Linked DNA regions of Mus musculus: region 2 is linked to region 1. The links are chromatin contacts, called in public capture Hi-C maps. All regions are on one chromosome and are shown on one strand. Each heading gives the region's core, a stretch centred on a gene start, on an enhancer-like site or on the middle of the called end of the contact. The rest is flanking DNA. Distances are from core to core; before and after follow the strand shown.

Evidence for each region. Capture Hi-C pulls out chosen DNA fragments and counts their contacts.
Region 2: a capture Hi-C map of macrophages shows a contact between it and region 1, with 2.8 times the contacts expected there. The contact joins the promoter of Cyp4f14 here to the promoter of Cyp4f40 in region 1. A contact is called at or near these places in 6 of 39 promoter capture datasets (the 3T3-L1 cell line, the HPC-7 cell line, frontonasal cranial neural crest and 3 more), 1 of 484 Hi-C or Micro-C datasets (nephron progenitors), 1 of 115 datasets of contacts at active chromatin or transcription factors (intestinal villus epithelium) and 5 of 9 other capture datasets (adipose tissue, embryonic stem cells, liver and 2 more).

Annotation. Positions count from the first base shown.
Region 1 is chr17:32,655,355-32,660,157 of GRCm38.p6, reverse strand. It overlaps Cyp4f40 (cytochrome P450, family 4, subfamily f, polypeptide 40), which reads right to left and starts at 1,272. Exons shown (of 13, transcript NM_001368735.1): 1 at 1,059-1,272; 2 at 475-673. The coding sequence starts at 672.
Region 2 is chr17:32,915,095-32,919,538 of GRCm38.p6, reverse strand. It overlaps Cyp4f14 (cytochrome P450, family 4, subfamily f, polypeptide 14), which reads left to right and starts at 2,197. Exons shown (of 13, transcript NM_001204335.1): 1 at 2,197-2,394; 2 at 2,650-2,851. The coding sequence starts at 2,654.

The DNA.
Region 1 (4,803 bases), core at 23-2,522:
AGAAGGGCATAAAAATCCCTTCTGGAATAAAGCAGAAACCCAAAGATAGACTAGCAGAAAGAAATGGACCAGACAGGAAGCTGACTCTAAACCAGAACCCTTCAGGAGGCCTAAGCAGCAGAATGAATGTGAGGGGTCTTGGATCTATGAAGCCCATTCTGGGAGCCCTTCAGTGTGTACCAGAAACAGCAAAAGAGGCTAGAAATCAACCCAGAGTAGACTGGGAATAGAAAAACAGAAATCTGAAAAGAGTTTGAAATGTAGCACCCAAAGACCCTAACCCATTCTATCCTCAATTCCCATATCCATGAGGATCTCTGCACCCTCGCACCCCAGCCCCTAGCCCACCTAATCCCCGACTTTCTGTCCATATACCTCATACCCACATCCCGGGACATCCTTCTAACAAACTCCTTGACCACTGGGAGGTCCCTGCACCCTCATAATCCAGACTCATCCTGTTAACATACTCACCATGCCCAGGTGACCCCAAAACCAATTCTTCTTGGGTGGCTGAGGGAAACCACAGAGACGTTGACACTTTGCATACAAAGTGTATAGCTGCGTGAGGAACCGGGCCAAGAACCAGGAAATCCCAACCAAGAAAAAGAGTAGCCACGGTGAGGCTGACATGGGCCCCAGTCCTAGCCAGGATAAGTCCAGATATCGCATCCTATGAGATAGATGGTAGAATGTGAGTTCCTGAACCTCAGGGAATTGACAAGGGCACCCTGTAACAACGGACAGCGTGGGGACTATGGACCCCGATGTCAAATCAGGTGGTAGTGGAAACCCAATGTAGGAGAGAGGCAGTGAGATGAGGTATAAAGAGCAGAACAAGAGGCAGATGACAGAAATAAGAATATGAAGAGTGTCCCAAACTGCATGCATGAGACCAAGCTTTCCTGGAGTTGTTACCCAGAAACCACAGTGTCTCCAGGACAAGCTTGATCACTGTGATCATCCTGCTTCTGGCTCCCCAACACCACACCAGACATGATCAGGGCTCTCTCAAACCAGGATAGTACCCTGGAGCTCCACTTTCCCTAGCTTGGCACCTTCTCTCAGGAGTGGCGATTCTTCTGCAGCACCTCAATCTCTTTCTTCTGGGGCCTCTTTGGATAAGTGCCTAAAGGAAGCAATGGAAGGCTGGGCTCATGTGTGCCAGCCAAACCTTCCCAGATCTGACAGTTTCCTCCTGGCCTGGGCATGAGGCCAAGAAAGGAGGTTTAGTAAGCCAGCTGCACAGTGAAACCAAGTCAGGGTCACACTGAGCATGGAAAAGAGATCCTCAGGACTTAACTCCTCCCACATGAGGGAGGAGATAAGACTGGTATGGCCAAAGGCGACATTGAACCCCACCTTTATTGCCCCTCCTGCCCTTCCAAAGACAAGATATATTGTGTTTTTAAAAATCATTAACTTGGGACTTCAGGTTCCAGGAGACCAAGGCCAGGCATATCCCTAAATTTCTCTAGAGCTTCTATGCAAGTTTGTATGGGTGGAAGGCCTGTAGGATTTCTTGGTGCAGAACTGGGAGACTCTTGAATTTCTGTCTAGCTGCAGTCAGGCAGCAGTCAAACCCTACCTCCATGCAACACCGGGTCTTAGTAGACATGTTTCTTTAAGAAGCTGTTCAACAAGTGATTTCCCAGGTCAGATTCCAGGGATCAATAGCCCAGCTAGAAGAACACAGCTAGGGCTGGGCTGGGCTGGGCTGGGCTGGGCTGGGCTGGGCTGGGCTGGGCTGGGCTGGGCTAGGATATGGAGTGAGGAGGGAAGGTATGTGAGAGCAAGGCTAAGATGGGCTAGCAGCAGATGGGATCCAGGCAGAACAGGTCAGGGCCCTTCTTGTTCTTCTGTGAAAAATGGACAGCATTTAAAATAATGTTTACTATTCTGTACATTGGTTATTATACATTTTTTAAAAAGCTGTATATCATCAACCTTGGTGCCTAGTAAAAGACCACATGTCTGCTTGTGAGACATCAATGTACTTTAGTATGAAGATGCACATGCAGACCATGCCTTTCCTATTTGACCAGCTGTGGCCAGCACTTAGACTGTGCTTTCCATTACTTTTGTGAAAGAATGAAGACATAACCAGGCAGAGGTAAGAGTCTTAGTTCCTTTGCTACACATCAGGAATATGCTAACTTCAACCATCCCTTGTGCATCCCCTAACCCTCAGCAGCCTTTAATGAAAGCTCAGGCTTGGCATCAGAGAGCCCCAGACAAAGTGAGGCTCTGCCATTCACCAGTCCTATGACCTTGAGCAACTGAGCTGACCATCTGGGCCTCACACTCCTCAACAACGTGGCCATGAAGAGGTGAGGATGCTGGAGCTTGCTGACATGTGTTTTATTTTGTGTTCCCCAGAGGTCAAACTCTTCTTTTGGAGGTGACCCTAAGACTCAACTCTCAACTGCCATGCATCTCTTTGGAAGGCAATCCCAAGAAACAACAGCAGCACTGTGAAGAACTGGAATGGGAAGAGGAGACAGGAGTCAAAAGCTGCTTGCTGAGGGAGGTGTGCACCATGATCGTTGGGGCTCAGCTTGATGGAAGATGGGGCTCTTGGAGACACAGTACTGAGCATGCTTCTTAGGCATCCCACCCAGACCAAAGGAACATGGACGTTTATCTGCCCATACCTACCCCCTTAGAATTTGGAATGTGTAGGCATGTTACTGTGCGCTGTGTAATTCAATCTTGATTTCTATGCCCCCATATCTGGTTGCAGTCTGTATTCTAACTATCTCCTGTCTCAATGTTGTAAAAACATTGCTCCTGAATTATTCCCCGATTTGTCAATAAAATCTGATGAATAACTGGTCAGGGGAGAGGATAGGGCAGGACTTCCTTCCAGGAAATGGGGCAGGAGAGAGAAAAAAATGAGAATTAGTCACAGGGAAAGAATCCAGGAGAGACCACAAGAAAACAGCTGGAGCAGAGAAAGCCATAAGATTCGAGCATCTCAGGGATGTGGGCTAGGAAGTAGCCAGAGTAGCTTAGAGGATTAAAATAGAGTAATACTGCTCAGTTGTTCTGCCCTTAAAGTTTAATAAATTGCAATAGTCCAGTCTCACTTCTTTGGGAGCTAGCTGGATAAGCGGAAAACAGTAACACACTTTTTAAAAAGCCACTAACATGAACTACTCCAAAGATAGTGTTCATGTGGAATGTGGAGATTGCACTGCAAAAACCTGGACTAGGAACAAGGCCAGAAGGCTCCAACAGCAGCTCCAGTGATACACACAGCCCCGTGTGGACAATTCTAGTCCACACACACACACAGCACACACACACAACACACATAAAATCTCCCCAGAGCTATACACAATTACCTCCCCTCACGCACATATAACACACATATCCACACAAATGCACACAGTCAACATATACTCATACATACAAACACATATAGTCTTTCACATTGAACTACTAATAAGAGTTCTTAAGGAAATACTATTTTCTTATAAATTATTAATATAATTGAGGCACTGTGTTATTTCCTTATATTAGTATTATTGTTATTCCCAATCCTCTCCAGAAAAATGGAACCTCCGTTCCACCCACAGACCAACATGTCCCACAGCAGATAGTGACAGGCGGACCTGGGCTTGTTTTAAAAATTACTCAGGCAGCTGTATCACAGCTTCAGGGACCCACAGGTCCATATTTCTCTACTCTCTGTACATTCATCACCCCAATTCTAAGCATCCTCCCAATTTCAAAGTCTGTTCAGGACAGGAAAAGGAACATCTAGAACCCTCAAATATCCATTACTCTACAAAGTATCTTGCTCTTGGGTGCACCCCAATAAAACCAAACTTGCTTTAAATTTGGCTCAAAATCGTGGTAGTTTCTTATTCTCACCTGGTGGGATTAACAGGGCAACCAACTTTGTTTACAGAACTACTGTTGTACATATGACTTCACATCAACCATGACCTCGTGCACAAGAACAATAATCTTAACAGATGGGGGTGGGACCTACAGATGGGGGAGGGACCTACAGACTCCCACCCCTTAGCCAAGAAGCTATTGGCAGTTGAAGACCACTGTGAAAGAGAAAGTCCATTTTCTTCAGAAATGGGGTCCTAAAAGTCTACCCATGTACCATAGTAGATTGCACTACACCTCTGCATTTACAACCAAAATTAAGCAGGCTCAGTGGGTTTAAAGAAAACTATATGAGAGGAGAAACTGGGGGAGGTATAGGGGAGAAATTGGAGGGAAGAGAATGTAGGTGGCTTTTTGAAAATACATATGTATATACATATTAAATTCTCAAACAATAAAGAGAAAGTGCTTTGTTTTTAAGAGAGACCAAGGAGAGGTTCTTTTTTTGTGTGAATATGATTGGTAGACATTCTATTCCAAAGGCAACTGTTTACTAACAGGGTACAAAACTTACCTGTAGAAGTTGTGGATTGGAAGCTTTGCCAAGGACCTCACCTAGTAACACCCAGAGGACTGAAGTATTACACATTCGGATTAGAGACTAAAACCCACCTGCTCAGATTTCTGGGTTCTTATTTCCCGGAACAAAGAATTGGACCTGGGACATATGGTTGGTAAGGCAGAAAATACAGATAATCTATTCAGAAATAGAACACTACTGATGTGGATGTGGGCCAGAGAGCTCAAGAGTTAGACATGCCTTGTGCTAGGAGGTGGTGAGCCATTACGGGACATTTACATAGATTTCCCTCTCAAGATTCATGTTTTCTTTTTGATTACCCAGAAAAAGTTTGCTCCATCTCCTCATCTTAAAAAACAAACAACAAACCTTTTACA
Region 2 (4,444 bases), core at 948-3,447, 260 kb before region 1:
CCCTTCTACCTTGCAAGCTGCTCTGGGGCCAGGCTTAATCTAGTCCTGATCTTCTGGCCTCTAAAATTCAAGTTCTTTTTCCTAGCGTATCCTGTCTTTAGAAGGGCATAGCTTCTGGACATGTGGTGACTCAGAATAACCCCTGCTCACATCCCCATTCTTGCCCATCATCCCAGAAAGAAGTGCCCAAGTTCTAAAGATCAAGTGCTTTACAGCCCTGAGATACCTTATCTGTAAACAAGCCCAGCCCTACCACCACATATTGGCCACTTTCCCGGGCCCAGAGCAAGCAGCTAGATCTGAAATCAATTGGCTGCTCCAATCTAATCCAGCCCCTCATAAACCCATCCAGATCAGGAGCCAGGGGCAAAGACCCTAAAGAAGAGAGAAGAGACTGTGGGGAACATGGGAGAAGTTACCAAGCTGCTGGTGGTGGGGCTATAGGAAAGGGCTCAGGATGGGGCACGTACTTCTTAAGAATATTATAGCTTCAGGGAGCACGTGGTCCAGGCTATTTCTAGGCAACTGAGTCACTGGTCATGCCCATATGATTTAGATAGGTTTGAACTTTAATAAGTCTCTCTTCTCCTCCATGTCTTCCCAGACTAGCTTTCCTCCTCCTCCTCCTCCTCCTCCTCCTCCTCCTCCTCCTCCTCCTCCTCCTCCACAGAACTGTCTTCTCTTCCCCTCTCATCCCTTCCCTTGCATTTCTTTGAGTATTCCTTCCCCTCTCTGCTCTGTCCCCAGCCCAAGTAGTCCCTACTCCTGTCCACTGTCCCTGGAGGTGCTTGTTCTCCTCTGAGCTCTTGTAAAAGATAAGTTAGAAGGATGGGGTTGTAGCCCAGTTTATACAGTGCTTGCCTAGCATAGAAGAGGGCCCTAGGCTTAATCTCCAGTTCCACATAGACTGAGGATAGTGTAGCACACTTGTAACTCCAGCACTCAGGCTTGGAATTATGAGTTTTCAAAGTTTAAGTCATCCTTAGCAACATAGCATTAGACACTGTCTCCAAACTCAAAATACATAAATTAACGATCATAAAGAAGAATAAATATTAACTAAAGTGCTATTTGGAAAAGCGTTATTTTCTATTTAAGAAAAGGAAGGTGGTGGTGCATGTCTTTAATTCAAGAATTCGGGAAGCAGAGGCAGGTAGATCTCTGTGAGATCAAGGCCATCCTGATCTATAGAGCAAGTTCCAGAACAGCCAGGGTTGCTCACAGAAACTGTCTGAAAAAGATCAGAAAGAAAGGAAAGGGAAAGACTAAGAAAGAAGGAAGGAAGGAAGGAAGGAAGGAAGGAAGGAAGGAAGGAAGGAAGGAAGGAAGGAAAGAAACTAGAGAGATGACTAAGCAGTTAGAGTGTTTGCTACTCTTCAAGAGGATCAGTTTCACTCACCCATCCATATCAGGTGGCTCACAACCACCTGTAACTCCAGCTATAGGGGAGCAGATTTCCTATTCTGGCTTTCACTGGCATAGGGGTACATGCACGCACACACACACACACACACACACACACACACACACACACACACACACACACACACAGAGGAACAGCTTCATCTCCCCCTGGATGTCACCTCTTCAGGGTCTCTCTCAACCCTACAGGACTCCCCTACTTGGTGCCCTTTCCAGCTCTAACCATCCCAATCTCACTGCATTCTTGATCTTTAATATTGGACCTGAAAATCCCAACTGGGGATCATTCTTTGTTTCTGCTTCTAAAAGTACTGCTGAGGAGACTGGACTTGAAATCCACCAGGCTGAGCAGCTGGTGGGCAGGCTCCAATCCCATAGCCTTCTAATGCTCTACTGAAAATTGGTGCCTGCCATCCTCACAACCCATTTCGACAAGAGCTCAGGAGATGATTGGGAACCAGGTTGGCCACATCCTGATCACCAACCTTGTAGATTCCAAAGTTCACCCTTTTACTTAGTGTACCACGCCCTTGGAGGAGCAGGGATGCTGGGAATACATAACCCAGAGCCAACCTTGTCTCACCATAGTCCTAAGATTCAGATGTCCGTGTTTTTGCAAGCCTATGACAATTCTCCTTTGCGGCAGGCTGATCCTACCCCCATCTTGGCCACTTTCCCAGGCAAGGAGGAGGCATCCAGGCTAGGCAGGGATTGGCTGGCATAGAATGGCCCACCCTCCAAGCATCAAGAAGCAAGGGATAAAAGAGTCCCAGAGGAGAGGGAAGGTATGGTAGATGCCTGTTCCTGAGAGGAGGTGCCAGGCTGGGGGTGGTTATATTTTAGGGACCTAGCCTGGAACAGGGAGGGTAAAACTCAAGGCCAGGCCAGGGCAGAAGGCCAGCTGACCAAGCAAGAATGCCACAGGGAGCCAGCTGGCCTTGGGGATAGTAGTTTCTGAATAACTGAAGCCTGGTTAGTTTTGCATAATTTAGGGAGGTATTAACTCCAATCAATCTCTCTGCTCCTTCTTGCTTTGCTAGCTCTGGTTATTCCCCTCACCAGCATACCCCTCCTCCCCCTATTCATCTTCTTCTCCACTCCTGTACCTCTTCACCCAACATTTCCTTGGTTCTCAAGTCTCCTTTCTGCTCTATCCTCTGTCCAGTGTCTTGAGATTATTGTCCCTTTCCGGGACCTCAGTTACTCACTGCACATTTATTCACCCAGCAGGATGTCACAGCTGAGCCTGTCCTGGTTGGGACTGGGGCCCGAGGTGGCCTTCCCATGGAAGACCCTGCTACTGCTTGGGGCCTCCTGGATCCTGGCCCGGATTCTGATCCAGATCTATGCTGCCTATAGGAACTATCGTCACCTCCATGGCTTCCCTCAGCCCCCCAAACGGAACTGGCTTATGGGTCACGTGGGCATGGTAAGAATGGCAGGATGGGTGGGAGTGTCAAAGTGGACAGACTTTCGAGGGACCAGGAATGGGACTCGGAGTGATGGAGAAGGTTAGGTGATATTGACCTTTGGTGTGTCTTTCCAAGCCTTTCTCACCCCCTGTACTCTCACCATAGGCTGCTCTGGTATTTCTATCTTTCTCTCACTGAAGGATGCAGAGAGATTCTCATGGTGGGATATACAGAGTGAGAACTCCTGGCATTTCCTCAGTCTGCTGTTGGATTTGAGGTTCCAGAAGGACTGCGACTGTTTCTTTCCCTTTGTGTGAGCCCATCTCTGTCCTGTGGTTTTCTAGTATTGATCTTTGATCTCTCTCCTACACTGCACATAGGTGGGGCCCAGCTGGGCTACAGCAGAGCTGCAAGCTGACTTCCCACTGCCCCCTCCCTGGGCCACTTCCTCCTTCTCATGCTTTCCTTCCCTAAGATAGACAGTGGGTCCTGCCTTGCTACCTGGATAAAAGCTGTCCTTCACCCTCCCATGAACCTTCCTTTACCCCACCCTTTACTCCATACTATGGACTTTGATTTATATCTGCTCTTCCACTTAGGTGGCTTAGCCCTAGGTATTTTGCTTGCAAATGGCTCAATGTGGACTGTATATAAAGGTTCAGGATGCTCTGTCTGAGGCTGGTGGGCAGCTGGTGCTGGTGGATAGGAGCTGCCACTCTAATAGAGACATAGAGGTCACTTCTGTTCCCCTGGAGCCTGACTAGGGTAGAAGGTCCCCAGTGTGTGGCCCTTTGTTCAGGGGAGGAACTGGAGACCTTGTGGACCAGTCAGGACATGAAAAGTCATAGGTAGACAATATAACTTGTCCACTGGGGGGCCTGAAATGGACGCTTGGGGCTTGGGCATGGCTCTGGAAGAAACAAAACTGACAGATGCAAGGGTTCTCGTCATTCCTGCACAACCAGGACACTGGTTCACTTATGACAGAGACTGTGTCACTTCCAAAGGCTGTAGAAGGGACTCTCTGATGATCCTGGGAAGGCAACTTAGTTATGTTTTTTTTTTTTGGAGAAAACACACACACACACACACACACACACACACACACACACACACACACACACACACACAAACACACGAGTGATATATCGAGAAGTTCTGAGAACATTCTAAGAAAGTTGTCCTGAAGTAGTATTGTCATTGTGCTGACATCAGGGTCTGCAGACAGAAACCTAGTAGTCTACTGCTCACCTGTGCTACATGGTACTGATCGTTCTAATATACTAGTTTGTCCATCATGGTGCTACCTTGAACATTGTAGGTAATTTGTAGTATCATGGTATTTATGCATGTGAAAGTATCTAAACACAGAAATGTGTAGGGAAAATAACAAGCAATAGAAATTCCTTAGCTTCATTGCAGACTTAAGAGATCAAAGTCATCTGTACAGTCTGTCTTTGACAGAAATGTCATTATGCAGTGCACAATCATCTATACACAGTCATGTATACATACAGATACATATCTACACATATATGTAAAGTAAGGTAGAAGAAAGAGGGGTTACATTGCATTATGGGAATTGGCTTATATCTTTGTGGAGACTGAGG